3 separate regions of the Rattus norvegicus genome follow, and all the other regions are linked to region 3. Evidence: chromatin contacts called from public Hi-C data. All regions are on one chromosome and are shown on one strand. Each heading gives the region's core, a stretch centred on a gene start, on an enhancer-like site or on the middle of the called end of the contact. The rest is flanking DNA. Distances are from core to core; before and after follow the strand shown.

Region 1 (3,249 bases), core at 445-2,944, 510 kb after region 3:
CTACTACAAACTACTGTAGGCTCACTGGCTTATAAGCAACAGAAATGTGGTGTTCACAGATCTAAAAGCCAGAAGTCCAAAGTACCAGCAGATTTGCCGTTGATAGGGAACTCACTGTTCATTCCTGATTTGCAGGTGGTCCCTTCTCATTGTCCTCTCACACAGTTCCAGGCAGCAAGCCGATTTCTATATATAGAAAGTTATAACATGAATGTTACAGGGAGAGGGGACATGAATATTCAATGTATAGCAGAAATTTAAATTCCTTGGTGTCAAAATATTGTCAATACCCAAAGGAAGTTGTATTTTCAATATCTGTTGCTTTGAAACATTTTCAGAAGTCAAAAAACACTAGAAGTTTAAGGACATTTAAAGTGATCATAGCTTTTTCTAATCAATAATATCTTCATGCACCTGGGGAGTGAGCCCAACACATGAGTTCTGCCCATCGTAAATGAATGAAGTGTGGTTTCATAAACAGAATATTTGCAGTCAAAACCAAGTGAGAGAAAAGGATCCAGAATACCAGGGAAGAAAGGAATATCCACTAATCCTAAGAAAAGCACAACCAGAGAGCAAGGTATTATTTGTGGATATTTTAAAAACCACTGTGAGTCAAAAAATCACTTTTAAAAATTGCGTCTGCGTTCAACCTGTGGACATTTATTACCCCTAAATATAACTTCATTATGATATATAATATTTATAAACATATATAAAGCATTATTTATACATATAATATTCCCTTATCCCCTAAATAATGTAGTGTAACAATAATTTCCACAGCCTTTACATTGCATTGCTCAATAGAAATAACTTAGAGTGATTTAAATATATAATGCATAAATTACGTAGAAGCACCACGCCATTGTACATAAGGGACTTGAGCATCCAGGGGGTTGGGTATCCCGTGACTTCCTGAAACCAATACCCTTCAAATTGCAAGGTACAAATATAGATTTTTTTTAAAAGTTATTTTTAGATTTTCTTGTCTTACTTTATTTTCTGTACATAGGTGTACATGCATGTAAGTATGTGTACAATGTTGAGTGCCTGGTGCTAAAGGAGGTCAGAAGAGGAGAGTTAGATGCTCGTTACTGGAGTTACTGATCATGAGTCACCATGTGGGTACTGAGAAGTGAACCCCGCCCCTGTGTAGGACGTGCCCTCGACAGCTGAACCATCACATCTTCAGCCTGCTTTCTACGAGAAAGCTTGGACCCTGAGGAGTTGCTGTCACATACCACTTTCCCTTGTGTTTCTTTACTAATAACCACCATGCAAACACGTCGCTTTGAAAACTGCTGGGAAAGTAAACTTCGGAAGAATGTGCTTGGGGACACGGTCTGTGAGCATGGCGTCTGCTGCCAGCCGGCATCCTGCACCTTCCTGTGGTCTGACTCTTCACAGAGGTTCCTTTATGTCATCCGGAGAGGGGGCTTGCATCTAGAACTCAGGAGGTAGCAAAGAGGAGATGGAGTGTCCGCAGAGACCAGGGGCGAGGGCTTAGACTAGAGAGGGGCAGGAGTCAGGTTCTGGTGAGCACAGAGGCTTCACTTTTATTCAAGAAGGCCTCTGTGGTTTGTGAAAACACACACTGAGCATTTCATCACTAGAAGGCCGCTGAAAAGGATACTGCGTGCCTTCAGCCATATCCTCCACCCCCAAAGGATTAAGAAAGGTCAGCTGGTTTGAATACTACAAATCCCAGGTTCCCTGGGAGGACGGCCTCTTCGGAGAGGAAGTGGTTCAGCCAGGCAAACCTCCAGGGTCTCAGCCAATTGAGAAGGAATATGAAGGGAAGTTTTTGAAAGAAATGGGGGCTCACGTCTGGGGTCTGTCTCCCTCTTTCACTCCTACTTGGCCTCCTGTCTAATCGTTGCAGTCTGTCTGAGCTGGCAAATTCCTAAGCACATAGTCAATTTACACTTAGCTTAAAAGCTCTAGGGGAAAACACATTTCCAGTGAGAGCGCTCACTTACCTACAATTGCTAGATTAACCTTCTGGGTTTTTTAACCCAGTTAATGCATGTGTTTTCTTAGCTGGAAGAGAGAGATAATTTGGGGAGATTAAACGAGTGTGGATATAATCCCAGCAACCCTGCGCTCAAATTTTAAATACTTTCATCTAGCAGGCAAATTATTAATACCTACTGACCAGGGAGCTGAGTAACATCTCCTGCCAATGATCCTGTGAAGCAGCAAAGAACAACATGGAGGTCCACTGCAAAATGCTACACAGGAAGCGTGTGTGTGTGTGTGTGTGTGTGTGTGTGTGTGTAGACATTGTCACCTGCTAGATTTCTTAAGGGACGTTATTAAAACTGTACTAGTTGATAACCACTCTGTCTAGGCACTTAATGTAGACTTTTAATTTATGGTCAGGAAGGTGGGTGTTTTTTTTTTCAAGTGAGTGAAAAGAGAGTGTAGATCGAGTTTTCCAGAGGATATTCATATTTCTGTAGTGCCCTGTGTGGGTTCTTGTCCTTCACTGGTTCCGTGTGGTCACCTCAGGTCAGTAGAGCATGAAAGAGGCTTCAGGGGCTTTAACTAAGAGAACGGCCTAAAGGGAAGCTAGAAATGGGCTTTGTCAGAAATACTGAATAGATCGTTAAATTGGCTAAGAAGTTGGCAGGTGGGATTCTCTGCCTTGATAACCTTGTGTCCAACACTATCACGGACCTACAGTTCCTCAGAGGCCTCATGGGAGGTGGGACATACGTCTCTTGTTTGCCACTGTGGTGACTCTGGATCCCAGCAAGTGGTCAATTGTAAATGTGGAGTGAAGCAGAAGAAAGGATCCATAGTCAGCAAGACTGGGTTGTGAATCCAGCTGTCCCTCCCCGAGTTATGAACTCCTGTCTCAGGTTCACTTCCTCAGGGGTAAAGCAAGGACTGTTGTGTACCATCGTTCAAGGCTATCAAAGAAGTGATGTAAGATCGTGTAAGTGTTCCCCGTTTAAAAAAAGATACTGAACTTCAAAATATTACATGAAGTCTTAGTAGACTGGTGCTTCCTTTGATCATTAAAAACTTGAAATGTGGCTCTGGTCCCCCTGATATAATATAGAGTTAAGTTAGGAGCTGAGAAAATGGCACAGTGGATAATGTGCTTGCTGGGCAAACATTAGGACCTGCATCCTGATCCCGAGCTCACACTTAGGAAGCCAAGCTGGATATCTGTGTCTGTAATCCCAGCAATGGTGGGGCCGAGACAGGCAGGTCACCGAAGTTCTCTGGCCAATAAGC
Region 2 (2,999 bases), core at 138-2,637, 270 kb before region 3:
GCCAGCACAAACTAAAAAGCACTCAGGGAATGAGGTCAGTCAGATAGGGGAGAAGGCGCATAATCAGCAGCAGTAATGAGAAGCATTCGCAGAGAGCACATGCAAATGCCTTAAACCTTGAAGAACCCATTTCACTGTCTTTCTTTTATTTCATTTATCCATATATATGTAGGATCCAGCTGTAACTTAGGGGCATTTTGTACAGTGCAGGCCTTAGCAGGATACTACTCATACAATAATTCATCAACGAATGTGCTGTGATTGAATCCCTGGCCATAATACCATGGGTCATTCAGTGAATCCTTAAGATGTTATTTCACTGACTAGGTCTTTTTAAAAAAAAAAACGAGAGCCAGGGTAGACATGAAAAGGAATTCAATGCAAGAGGCTACAAATCAAAAGAATAAAAATTACTTTAGATATTCATTGTTCTATAGAACTTTTTTTGTAAAGTCTTCACCCACTTTTCTGTCCCTTTGTAGTGTCTTCTTGGAATAGCTTACTCTAGTGTATTCCAGAAGAGTCCATCAAGGCAGTTTGTGTGATTCTTTAAAGAGCACCAAAATCCTCCCTCAAACGTGAGCTCTTTCAGCTGGTTTGGGTATTTCTAGCCGAGCCCAGGTTCTCCACTGCCTTGTTCACCAATTCCCCCCTTCTACTTGTTCTGACAGTAAGGTTATTTACTTGCAACTGTTTAATATAAGGTAAATCACAGCACCTTTCTGGGCCATATTTTCTCCTGTAGATGAATTGAAAAGATTATTCAATTTGTGTTTATAACTACCTCAATGCTTTTTCCTCTACCCCAAAATATTCGCAGTGGGGTCTGCCCAGACTCTGGCTACTACCTCTGTGCCCTGGGCACGGCTTCTCTTCTACTCCCTCCCCCACAAGTCACTCTTGCTGCCTAGGTTCATTCATCTCCTTGGGGTTGGGGGTTGAGGGACACATATCAAGCATCTTTGAATCTCCATTGACTTCTGTAATGGCTGAGGCTCAAAATAGTGCTCCACAGTGCTCCACAGTGCTCCACAGATGCTCTGGAGCAAAGATGGTTGAGAAGAAAATTATTTGAACATTTAGTCCGACATACACTGATTCAAGGTGCCAGGTTGAATCTGTACGTTGTTCTTGCTGGTGTGAACAGGAGAGCCTGCCAAGGGTCTGAAACTCATTGTTTGCCTCTTTATAACGCAGAACTTCTCTGAAATGTGATGGATACTGTGCCTCCGTTTAGAGGGAGAGATGAAGAAATAAGTCAAAGAATCTTTTGGCACGTTCTTTAGGGACTTTAGGAAAGAATTCTCATCTTTCCTAGTGTTTGGGGCCTGTGGTAAGTAGGGGCTTTATCAGTGCCAAACAGTGAGTCAGGGAATGGGTGGCCCATTCTGTGGTTTTCAGTGGGAGGTGGGGTGTGTGGGGGAATTTTAATATCTCAGACTGTCCTGTTTATGTACATTCTTAGGAAGCCAATTACAAGGGTGTGTGAACTTTAAAAACCCCTCTTCTCAAGAGTTGACCCAAGCAGGGCCTGTGCCCTGTGCCTGAGTATGGAGGGACTTTCCAGGATAGTCCTCAAATACAATAATGTCATTTTTCTTGAATTTTTTCTAAGACCTGAGTCCAAAACAGCCTGTGGCCTCTATCCATCACTTCTAAGTTAGCAGTAAAGACACCCTTGGAAAGACTTACGCTCTCTGAGCCAAACCACCAACAACTGCTCTTTCACAAAGGCTTCCTGGCCTAACCTACATTCTGCTAACCACACTGGCAATGCTCTGCAGTACTGTACTGCAAGGAGGCCATCTTTCCGGGCGTAGGTATTTGAGACAGACACTTAGAAGAGCAATTTTAATGCGCAGATTATAATTTGTGGAGCTTTGAATGTGGGTTGTGACAGAGAGGGCACTAAAAATGGGTCATGCGTGGTTTGTTTTTATGGGACCAAGAGGGGAAATTGTGAGAGAGGATTTTATAAAGAACAATTTCTAGGTAATATTTTATGGATCTCTCTCATTCAGATGCTTATTAGCAGTTGTTAAATCTGTGTCTTCTCCTTCCGTATTGCTTGGTATATGCCATACTGTCCATCACAGTGTGCTCTGTTTGACTCAGTAATTAGATGCCAGTTTTCCCTACTAGGCCTATTATGTCAGGAATTACCATTCATCTATCTGCAGCTCTTCCACAATAGCTACAATTGTGACCGTTAGCTTTCCCTTGCTTAATTGCTTTGCTTTGCCTGAGTAACTTCATAATCTAGATAGAGCTAGTACAAAACAATATTAGTGACACTTATGATAAGGAGACAATGAGTGAAACTAGCAAAATGCAGGGGTTACACAGTGATCATTTCTGTGTTATTTATGAGCAGCTTTGGTTGATAGTTGAGATTTTTATGACCACCAGGCAATTATTGCCATTTGAATTTTCGCTTCATGACATGCCAACTATGCAGAGGAAAAGAAGGAGAAGGAAGGCGAGGGAGGAGAAGGAAGGAAAGCAAGATTACACATACACCTCCCTTACATACAATAAGTAAGGACTTCTTTTGTGTGCAGGGTAAAACCAGGGTTTCTTCCTTCTGATGGGTAGAAATCCAAATACCCAGACAACATACAGAATAGACATTGACCTGTGCGATGGGTTGAGAATCCAAGAATCTCAAACAACTGGCTCTGGAAGAGCATGTGTTGAAATAACATGTTGTTTTAAGAGTTTTCAATAGGAGGCTAAGATTTCAAAACATCTGAATAACTTCCTTGCTATAAAGTGTCTAGGTTTAAAATGTGAAGCTAGATAAGTAGCAGGAGCTTCCAAGACAAGAAATTCATTCAACTTAGGTACACGACTGCTGATCAACACTGAAGTTAGAAATGTTGCAGAAAGGCCAACTCTGGGCTGCCCATTTCCAGTGAGAATAGCTTTGAGTCACACCCACTTTTCAAATCAAGAGATAAATGTCAGATTCACCATTTCCCATGAGGGAATTACGGAGG
Region 3 (3,001 bases), core at 415-2,914:
GGCTCTATATCATCTGCAAATGACTGGGATGCATGAAATGGCCAGTCCTGCTGATCCAAAGCTACAGCCTCTCCAAGACACAAGGCAACAACATGATAACTGGGTAGAGCCCCGATGAGGATCCAATATTGATGGTGTCACCGAAACCAGAAGTCTCAAGCCCGACCAATGACTCGTTGAAATGAACGTTTGCAAATGAAGACGCGTGGACAGAGGGATACAGTGTGGGACACACTGACATGAATACAGCTTCCATGATGATGTGTTTGTTTGTTTTTTTATTTGGGGGAAGGTTACAGGGTGAAAGGTGGGGTTATGAGGGGACAGGAGATGAGCAGAACTGGGGTGCATGATGGGAAACTCACAAAGAACCGATGACAACTTTTTTTAAAAAAGACAGAAAAGAAAGAAAAAAAAACAATTCAGTTCCTTGCCATTTCAGCTCAATAATTTTGTCTCCTCCTCAACTAATGCCCTGCCCTGCCCTCACCTATGAGAGCCTCCTGTATATTGAACAAGGAAGGCATTTGCCACCAATACTGCAACCTGACATCTAGAGTCTTAAAGCCTCACAGGCTTTCTTCACACTTAAAACGATCTTCAAAACCACTGTTCAGGGTCTTCAATCGAACACAGCATGCACTTGTTTTTTGTTTGTTTGTTTGTTTGTTTGTTTGTTCTGTTTTTCTTGGGTCTGGAGACTGAGCATGGATCCTGAATATGTAAGACAGGCACTTTATACACTGCGCCATCTTCTGAGCCCAACACCCATGCCTTTGTTTTCCATGGTAGCAAAGGCAAAGAAACCGATACATTCTGGAAAATCTACCTTAGTGGATTAAATCATCGTTTGATGTTTACAGGCTCAGTGTGAGTATGTTAAGGGTGGTGGGAGCATTCCAGTCTGCCCACCAGGGGCTGCTAGACATCAGATAAGTTCTAAAGAGAATGATGTGAAAATGGTAAATGGGAGCTGAGAGAAAGGCAGTCAAAGAAGAGGCTGTTGCCCTGGAAAGGCAAGTAGCCCTTCAGCAAAAGAACTCATAATGAACCATTGTGAGCTTAGCTGCAGTGTTTGTGAATGGAATGCTTTCTGTTGAATGAATGGCTGCTGTTCTATAATTCACAAAGTCTGACTCAAAACAGGCCGGGAGGTACGAGCATGTCTTAAGTGTGCACTGCACACGTTTCCCGTCCTGTCACCCACAGTCACTTGGGTTTACTCTGTAGCTCAGACGTTAGTAAGCCACAGCCAGGTTATAGGAGAAATCCAGCCATCTATAACCTAACCAGATAATTGTCTGCCACCTCTTTTCCACGCTGATAAACGTTCCAACTGGAGGACTGAGCTCTCCTGGCCAATGAAGATTCCTTCAATTAGAGCTTCCTTTCCATCGGGAAATCGCACGGCACTCAGTTTTAGAATCCTCACATTCAGAGACCTAGAAAAGTTCATTTAGTTTTTTCTTCTGTTTCCTTCGTGAAGAAGGCTCATCAAATTCATAGGGAAATACGATAAAACAACCAATGATTCCAACTTTCAAAGACAGACACACTGCTTTGTGCTTCTAGTCCTATGTGCCTGTGTCCCTTACATTTATGAAGTCTCATGCTGCCTTGCCACTGCACCCACAAGCCCCTCCTCTTAATCTGTCCTCTCCAAAAGCAGCAGTACGGCTGACCCTAATTCTGTGACGAGGTGCACAGTACACAGTGTTCCCTAACAGCGCGCATGCAGATTCTCTTCAGGGAATAGACTTTATGTAAACAGAGATATCCAGAAGTTACATTATAGCCTCATTCTTGAGATAAACTTCTGCTTAATCACTGATCCTTCCAGGAATAAGAAAAAAGATGCAAATAAATCGCTCTGCTATTCGTAAATTTAATATTTAATCTTCATTTTCTTCTCGTGCTGGGAAGTCTGTCACAAAAGAGAGAATGGAGAGCAGAGGAGGAACTAGGAACAAAACAAAGAAAAATACTTTGTGTCCCAGTTCCCCACAAGTCTCCTAAGCCTGGCTTTAGACTTGTCTTCCTAATCGAGACGCTAGAGGGAGTCAAACCCAGGAATCTGCAGACGATCCCCCAGCTGAACAGCAAGGGCTGCTGTTACACCTTTCTCTTTAAACAACTGCTCCTTAGCTTGCTTGGCCCAGAAAAACGCCCAATCTGGAGTGCCGTGCCTTTCTTACTCTGAGGTTACTATTTCTAAAAATAGTTTTCTGAAAAATCTCTCTAGTGGGCTGGGAAGCACGCAAGTAGAGTGTGGGGTCCGGAAGTGCACGGTTCTGCTTCAGCAGAACCCTGCAGGCTGGGGGTAGGACAAGAACTGTAGCCAAGAGCACCAAAAGGGGTCGTGCCCTAGATTGAGAGTGTGCCTTTGGGGTTCAAACAGGCTATTCTCACTGGCCCTTGAGGAAGCAAAATGTTGGCTGTGAGCTTGGAGCCCCGAGGTGAACGCCATGCAGCTCCTAGACCTGACTTCCCCACCACACACAAACCACACAGAGCACAATGGTGCTGCACAGGACCCCGGTGAGTGTCACCTCTAAATGATACAGTGGCACATGAAGGAGGTTTTTACGCACCTCTGCTGGTCTTCCAACCACTCAGTGTTTCGAGAGTGGCATGGGCGTTAGAGAGAATTCCAGATACGGTCCAAGATGGGAGGAGACAAAGCCAGGTTGGGGATTCCACCCATTTTCTCTCTTCTGGTTTTGTCTCTGGTCACATTTCCAATTCCTAGGAGAATAGTACCACTAAGTTTGGAGCCCTTTTGGTTTTGTTTGGATTTGCCCTAAAAATCCCCCAAAGGCCAAAAGTAGAGAACTCCTCTAGTGTTCTGGCCCTTTGGGGTGTGTATGGGGTGGGGAATACTTTGGGCATTCTTATTTTGGATGTCTCCAAACCGTACAAAGCAGAGACCCAGCCTTGCCTCCCGTTTTCTTCTGTTACCAGATTTGGCGGATGTTAAAGAGTTAAATTTAGCGTCCTTCAA

What was found. A called contact is a pair of places that touch in the nucleus more often than the background predicts.
Region 1: a contact with region 3 is called in a Hi-C map of the A7r5 cell line, with 6 times the contacts expected there. The contact joins two enhancer-like sites. A contact is called at or near these places in 8 of 12 Hi-C or Micro-C datasets (the A7r5 cell line, the Rat2 cell line, Schwann cells and 5 more) and 1 of 1 datasets of contacts at active chromatin or transcription factors (oligodendrocytes).
Region 2: a Hi-C map of Schwann cells shows a contact between it and region 3, with 9 times the contacts expected there. The contact joins two enhancer-like sites. A contact is called at or near these places in 5 of 12 Hi-C or Micro-C datasets (the A7r5 cell line, the Rat2 cell line, Schwann cells and 2 more).

Annotation. Positions count from the first base shown.
Region 1 is chr8:39,083,341-39,086,589 of GRCr8, reverse strand. No RefSeq gene overlaps it. Among named protein-coding and RNA genes, the nearest start is that of Kcnj1, 23 kb to the right of the region's middle. Within about 2 kb of position 1,694, at least 2 of the 93 cell types and tissues checked have an H3K27ac peak or open chromatin away from gene starts, as enhancers often do. A contact at or near this core is called in the A7r5 cell line, where this site is marked.
Region 2 is chr8:39,864,754-39,867,752 of GRCr8, reverse strand. No RefSeq gene overlaps it. Among named protein-coding and RNA genes, the nearest start is that of Ets1, 500 kb to the right of the region's middle. Within about 2 kb of position 1,387, at least 9 of the 93 cell types and tissues checked have an H3K27ac peak or open chromatin away from gene starts, as enhancers often do. A contact at or near this core is called in the A7r5 cell line and Schwann cells, where this site is marked.
Region 3 is chr8:39,591,959-39,594,959 of GRCr8, reverse strand. No RefSeq gene overlaps it. Among named protein-coding and RNA genes, the nearest start is that of Ets1, 230 kb to the right of the region's middle. Within about 2 kb of position 1,664, at least 29 of the 93 cell types and tissues checked have an H3K27ac peak or open chromatin away from gene starts, as enhancers often do. A contact at or near this core is called in the A7r5 cell line and Schwann cells, where this site is marked.